Regions from separate parts of the Triticum aestivum genome. Here region 1 is linked to region 2. A link is a contact called in public Hi-C data. All regions are on one chromosome and are shown on one strand. Each heading gives the region's core, a stretch centred on a gene start, on an enhancer-like site or on the middle of the called end of the contact. The rest is flanking DNA. Distances are from core to core; before and after follow the strand shown.

Region 1 (3,685 bases), core at 70-2,569, 230 kb before region 2:
GACTAATTCTTCCACTATTATACTGCAAATTGTCTTGATGAGTAAAAAAAAAAGCTGGCCAAGTTCTTAATGATAAGAAGCTAACATTTATTCATCAGCTGCAGGACTAAGTACTGTTCAACATGTAGCACAAATCAAAGTAAATTTTCCAATCACAGCAGAAAATATGGGTAAAACATCTGATCATGCTTCTAGATAGTTTTCAGTTATAGTGACAAACAATGGGCCATGGATGCAATATATCTGATCACGAAATAAACAATCTCTTCACATAACTAAAGCTATAAGATTCGACATATACGTCCATATAAAGTAGCATCAAATGTGTCTACTTGTTTGCAAGCTTGCACATTAAGTCTGCCCTTTATTTAATTTGCTCTGTCATTCCTTTTGCAACGATGCATTCTTATTAGTCACCTTTTTTACGCCTCACACCCATGAGATCTTATAAATAAAGAAGTCGGTAGAAAAGCAAATTCAGAATCCTGTGAGCCGAATCAGCCGGTTTATATATATGCTGCGGCGAGTGATGTCCTGGAAGGAAACCACCATGGCTTTAGACAGAAGGAATCACCGAATCAACATGGTTCAATTAACCAGAGAAATCTAGTGATCTCATCGGACCGAGCACCACAGCGTCATCGACTTAAAGAGCCGAGCAAATCTTGTTAAAAAATAGCAGCCAGATATTCTAGAACCATCATTCATTCTACTGTCGTCATATCGCACAATGAAAAACATATCTGAATAGACTGAACCATATGAGCACTGCGACATCATTCACACTAGCTCCGGTTCCAATCAACCGTAAATCTGCGTGCCGCGGCAGCCGCAGGCCGCAGCAAAACCAGGACCTCTATACCGCTGCTCCCCCCGACACACAAATCTAGTACCGCGTGATCAACTTGATTCGTCCAGATTATCGATCCGAGATAAATGAAAGCAATCCATCGCGCAGTGGAATCTATCTATCTGTATGGAGCACGAGGCGGGTAGGCAGCGATGGATTACCTTGACGGCGATGGTGGGGTGGGCGGAGGGGTGGGACTCGTACATGAGGGCGTAGTCGGCGAGCACCACCACGTTGGCCTGGATCTCCTCCGACACGCACTTGGTCCCGGTCTGCGGCATGTCGAGCCACACGGCCTCCGCGCAGATGGACGCGGCGGCGAGCAGCAGGGCCGCCGCGAGGGCTAGCGCCGCCGGCGCGGGCATCGCCGCCGATCTGGGAATCTCCGCCTCGCGGTGTCGGGCTCGGGGCTTTGGGGAGGGGGAGGGAGCTGCAGTCGTGTGGGGTGGGCGATGACGTGGGTGGGAGGCTCAGTCCTGGCGGCCGTGCTACGGGGGATAAGCTAGGGGCATATCTGGAATTCTTTACTTCGGTTTTTTTTTTGAGCAAATTCTTTACTTCGGCTGAGGGTGCACGTTTTTTTTAGGGGCGGCTGAAGGTGCAGGTGAAGTAGTCTGGTTGTGTGATGGGCTGATGGCTCTGCCTCTATGGTAAGTGGGCCTGGGGACAGGGAGTTTTAGCTCCCAAGCTCAGTAAACATTAAATTTTCCCCTAAAAAGCAAAAATTAAATTTTAATAATAAAAAAATACTGAAAAGTCATTTTGCCAAACAGAATTGAGTGTCCTGCATTCATATACATTTAGGTGAAAAAATGACATTCGTGGTGCTGTGTAAAAAAAAATATGTGCTCCGAAAAGGTTATTTGTTAAGTTTTTTGGGGCACCATTTGTTTCTCCGAGTGTTATGAATGTCAGTTCATCACATTTTTTTTGCATGTATGTACAACACTTGAACATGTTTGTTGTAAAAAAAACCAGTTTTTTTGTTGCTATTTCTTTTAAATTTGTTGTTCATCCATCGCTTATGACTCAAGCTGGTGACGCGGATGGTGCAGCCATCAAAGCAACATTTTTTTTGCTGCCGTTGTAGCCAAATATACCATTCTTTTTTTTGCCAGGGTGACAACCCTGAAGTTAGTTGGAAACAAACATACCGTCTGACCATGAAGATATTATTCACATACCTAATTCATACTAAATTTTCTTTAAAAAAATATTTATCCATGTGTATTTAAATATGTATTAAAAAATTATAGACTATAGACACATGTCTTAGGGGTTCCATGTCTTAGTAGCATGGAAGCATTTAGGAGACAGGAGCACCTCGTATTTTCTCCATTTCAGTATCTCTATTCCGGACTGGGATGGTGATTAGTCAACAAAGATATAAACCCTCTGTCTCATAATATGAAAGCGTTAGTGTAAAAAATGCTCTTATATTACGGAACAGAGGGAGTATTTTTTATCCCCGCAACCTCATTCATCTTTTTTTTAATGAATCAAAGAGGTTGTAAGCTAGAAAAACTAAACCCGTATACAACACCGGTGCTAACACATGTGGCTCAAGGAAAAAAGTTGTTTCTTTATGACACTGGTTTGCGCAGGTGCTTTGGAAGGGGTATCAGAAGCAAAGTTTAGCTTCCTAATGCTTAGGGGAGATAACCGTTATCCTGATTTCACGGGTGCTACAATCAATCGCTATTAAGCACCCATGCGAAGCACTCTTTTTAGAGGAAAATGGCTTTTGTCCCGGACCCGCTTCCATTTCATCGAAATAAAACCATACAGATATGTGAAGCACTCTGCGTTGTAGACAAACTTTATTTTTTGATGTAATAACATTCTCTCTTCAAGCACCGGTGCATAAGCATCCAACACTATACACGGCCTAAGTGTGCTGCTCACTTTGGCTAACACTTGTCATTGCCCATTGGTGACACTTTTTTCCTTCGACTGTATAGTACTCCCTCAATATCGTGTTAAAAAACATATTATATTTTCATACGGAGGGAGTACTTTTCCATTGATTGAAAACCCTCGGAGAAAATGATCACATAAACAAAGAAATTATACGGTATGAAATAGCAAAAAAGCTGACTAGTTCGATTCTAAAAAAACTGATAATAGATATTTTATTCTGCAAGAGATATTGAGATATTCAATATGTGAATCAGATTGGATTTTGACACTGACGGCTTACGTTGGTTGACATGGGAGCGTTTGCCGAAAGCTCTCTGCAGTCTGACGCATGAGCTGATCCGCGAAAAGGAAACGTAACAGAATCCTCGAGACGTCAGAGTGCCGAACGAAGCATATATGCGAACCTCGTCACTCGAAGCTAATACCAGAAGTAAGTTTCACGCGTAACGTCGACGCGAACAGAAGCTTCAGCTTGAATCTGTCGGACAGTCCCGGCTACATGCATGCCAGAATCAGTTCGGCGTTCTGATCCATCTCCCGCTCGATCTCTCCAAGAAACCATGTCGATCCATCGATCGATCGACCAAGGAGGTCCTGAATATCTCTTCACTCACGCACGAGGAAGATAGGGAGGTACTGTGCTACCGTGAGTGTGACACAAAGAAGATGAAGAACTAACTTGGCCTGCTTGCCGGCGGCTCCGACGATCCGGGCATATATGGTGGTTACTTTTGATTGATTGGTTTACTCTCTCTTTTTGCGGGAGTGATTGATTGATCAGATTTGCTAGAACTCATCTAAATGAGATTTAATTTGGTCTCATTCATCTTTTATAGCCATTGGATGTGGTGCTATAAAATGCGTGTGTGCTGACGTGGGTTGTATCCGTTCTTATTTTCCAGGTGAATGAGACTA
Region 2 (3,483 bases), core at 760-3,259:
ACGGGTTAAGTTGCAACCTCAAAGAAGATTGGAGAAGGTGTTTTTGCGTGACATGGCATCCATGATGTGGCATTTGCCCACCAGCAAGAAGAATCGATCATGACCTTGTAGGCAGAAATAACCTGCTATTTGTTTTATATATAAAAACTCTTATTTAAGTTCAAACAAGTGCTGAAAAAGATATTTTGTGATTTTTGTGCAAAATTTATTTCATCATGAAACTTTACAAACATGCAGAATGCATCCATATGTACACGTGTATTTTGCTGAAAATTTTAAAACAAAAAACTCACCTTTTGAATCTTTCAGAAAAAAAGACTTCATAAAGGCCGAGCTCCAATACCCACAAGAAAAAGACCGAGCTCCAATAGCAATTTCCACTATTTGCCTTCTATTTTTCATGAGTAGACCACAATACGATAACCATTCATTGTTCTTTTTTTTTCAGAACAAACACCCACGGAAAGACCCAAACAAGAAATAAGAAAATACATCATAGTCTTCACAGTCTTTCAACTCCATTTTATTAGCAAACGTCACTGACCTCATCATCGCAGAAAACTATAGTAAGGAGCAGTTGTAAAAATCGCACTGGAATATCTATCAACAACACACACCACCATGTGCTAGAGGAATCGCAATAGAAACATGCCGCGAGAGGCATGGAAAATTACACGCTAAAAGAATGTGGGTCAACAACGCATACCGAGAATAAGTTGTTGGAGATTTGTCGCGGAACCACCAATGGGAAGGAAAAAGAACAGACATATGAGGCATTACAAAAGAGAGGAGGCTTTCTCGTTCCACCTTCACACTCACCTAGATCCAACATTGGGATTGACCATTTTGACCGCCATCGTCGGTACCATCACATCACCCAAAATATCTGGTTACCCATATCCACGGGACGAGACCACACCCTGACAAGCCCGCCACTAACATTGGAAAAAACATTTTTGAGACGGAAAGGAGGCCATAGGGACTTATTCCATCTTCACGATGTTTTTGCCACCTCAACATCTCTGCGGCGTTGTCGCCGCCAAGACACATGAACAAAAACCTACATGGACTGAAAATACACATCACATGAAGAACCGATTCGTCTCCTCACGCCTAAATGGCAGTTGGAGGCAGAGGGGAATAGCTAGCGGCCTTGCTGGAGAAGAGGGAGAACCCCTAGCCACCTTGTGTGGGGGAAGGAGAAGGAAAACGAGAGGCGGCTAGGTGAGAAACAATCATTGTTTGGCGTCCCATGTGTCCAAGTAATGCTAAATTGTTCTCTGAGTGAGATCGTCATAATATACTATCAACAATGAGGCGCATATGGTGATTTAGTCGATCTTGAAACTTCGCAACTCTATTCATTAGTAAGTAATGTGTGATTGTATGCACACCTATGTGCACTACAGCACTAGTGTTTTCTATCTATACATGTGAAAAGATGACGATAACATGAGTTATTTTCCTTCAGATTCTAAGGCCCCGCTTGGTACAAAAGACAAGCGTAGAAATTTCAGAAGATAAGATTCACATAGAAAATATTTCTGTGGTAACATTTGGAACAAAGAAATTGTTAATCTACATTTCTTTGATTTTTTTTCTATGGAATGGCCTATTCCATATAAATTTTGGAGGAAAACCATACATGAGATCTTACTTCATTTTCTTTCTCTTTGTGTCCACAATTCATCTGTTTTTTCTACGTGCCATCCAAACAACAACATTCTTGTGCATTTCTAATTTCTGGTGTTCCAAACGGAGAATGATTGTTTTTTTAGTCCAATGAGTTTTTTTAACACAATACAGATGGGGAATTGAGGAAAGACGACGAATGGAAGCACGTACCACACTGGGAGCCCATTTTTTAGCCCAGCATCCAAATGGGCCTAGGCGTACCCTACGAACAAGGCCTGCACGTGGCCCATGAAAATATTCTCGAGATCTGTCAGGATAGGGCCCACCTAGCACAGCCCGTAGCCACCACGCAAAATCCGCAAAAAGTTTCATCGCCTCGTCATCCGCAGCTCCACTTTCCAGTCCGCAGTGACCGCCGCCGCCGCCACCTCCACCCGCTCCTCACCTACCCCGGCGGCGACCCCCCAGGTACACCCCGAATGGCGACGGCGGTCACGGCGTCGGCCACCGCGGCGACCCGCTTCACGCGCCTGGCGGGCGTCGCCCTCCGGCGCAGCAGCTGCCGCCCCCGCACCGCGGTGCGCTTCCAGCGCCCGGGGCTCACCACCACCGCGCTCCTCAGGCCCACCGAGCTCAAGCCCAAGGACCAGGGCCAGCCCGAGACGCTCGACTACCGCGTCTTCCTCGTCGACGGCGCCGACCGCAAGGTGTCCCCGTGGCACGACGTGCCGCTCCGCGCCGGGGACGGGGCGTTCCACTTCATCGTGGAGATCCCCAAGGAGAGCAGCGCCAAGATGGAGGTCGCCACCGACGAGGCCTACACGCCCATCAAGCAGGACACCAAGAAGGGCAACCTTCGTTACTACCCGTAAGGACTCTGAAACCAAGGAAATTTCGACCCCAAATGCCATAATTTACGTTATTGCTGATAAATATTGCGTCTTCCGTGTCACACAAATTTAAGTTGGGGCTATATTAGCGAGCGAAATGATTGGGATTGTTTAGTAGAGGGCTAGAGGCCAGATGTCTAGAGGCAAATTGATTGCTGTTCTGATGAAATTGGGGGCTGTGAGGCCCTTTTAAATGGAAAGAAGTAGTGGGCTAGAGGTTTCATCGACAAGAAGAGAATGCCATGAGTTTACCAAATTTCCAAGCTTATTACTCCTATCTTAGGAACGAAGAATGTAATAGATTAGAGATGAGTAACAGTTGTTGACTTACTGCTGCACTACCAGAACTCTTATTTCGGTTTTGGTTCTAGTGCCTTAAGAGGATAAAACAGTGTGTTACAAAGAGGGAGGATACCATCCCCATGATATGAATTTGGTGAAAAAATATTGGCGCCTTTACAATTTTAGTACTCCCTCCTATCCAAATTAATTGTCGCAGCTCTAGTACAACTTTGAACTAAAGTTGTACCGAAGATGTGACAATTAATTTGGGTCTGAGGGAGTAGCAAAGTTTATGGTTATGGTTTTTAGAAATTTAGTGGCCATGAGAACTAAGTTGGAGATTACATCCTTCTCATGAGTTTGGCTGGTATAATTCAATTGCCGTAATGGGTGGCTCGAATTTGTGGTAGGATTAAGAGAGTAGTTGTAGTCTCCAGTCAAATGTTTACAGTCTTTTTCGCCTTTATGGCTGAGACTATGGAATTATTGGTGAGTAAATATGTCTGTTGTCTGGCCTAACCTTAAGGGTTACAATTTTATGCAAATTGGCATATATGAAGATGTATTTCGTGTACTTTCTGGCAATTTGATGATCCTTTGTGGAATTGCTGGCAGACAACTTAACCTTGATTGAAAGATTTGTAAGTGACAATATGAAGAGAAACACTTGCACTTG

The links. Hi-C and Micro-C count contacts between places; a contact is called where the count stands out from the background.
Region 1: a Hi-C map of leaf shows a contact between it and region 2, with 4 times the contacts expected there. The contact joins the promoter of LOC123128562 here to the promoter of LOC123128556 in region 2. A contact is called at or near these places in 2 of 5 Hi-C or Micro-C datasets (both in leaf).

What each region holds. Positions count from the first base shown.
Region 1 is chr6A:565,726,589-565,730,273 of IWGSC CS RefSeq v2.1, reverse strand. LOC123128562 (transmembrane emp24 domain-containing protein p24delta3) reads right to left here and starts at 1,319. Exons shown (of 4, transcript XM_044548598.1): 1 at 1,012-1,319. The coding sequence starts at 1,215.
Region 2 is chr6A:565,494,853-565,498,335 of IWGSC CS RefSeq v2.1, reverse strand. LOC123128556 (soluble inorganic pyrophosphatase 6, chloroplastic) reads left to right here and starts at 2,009. Exons shown (of 5, transcript XM_044548591.1): 1 at 2,009-2,503. The coding sequence starts at 2,115.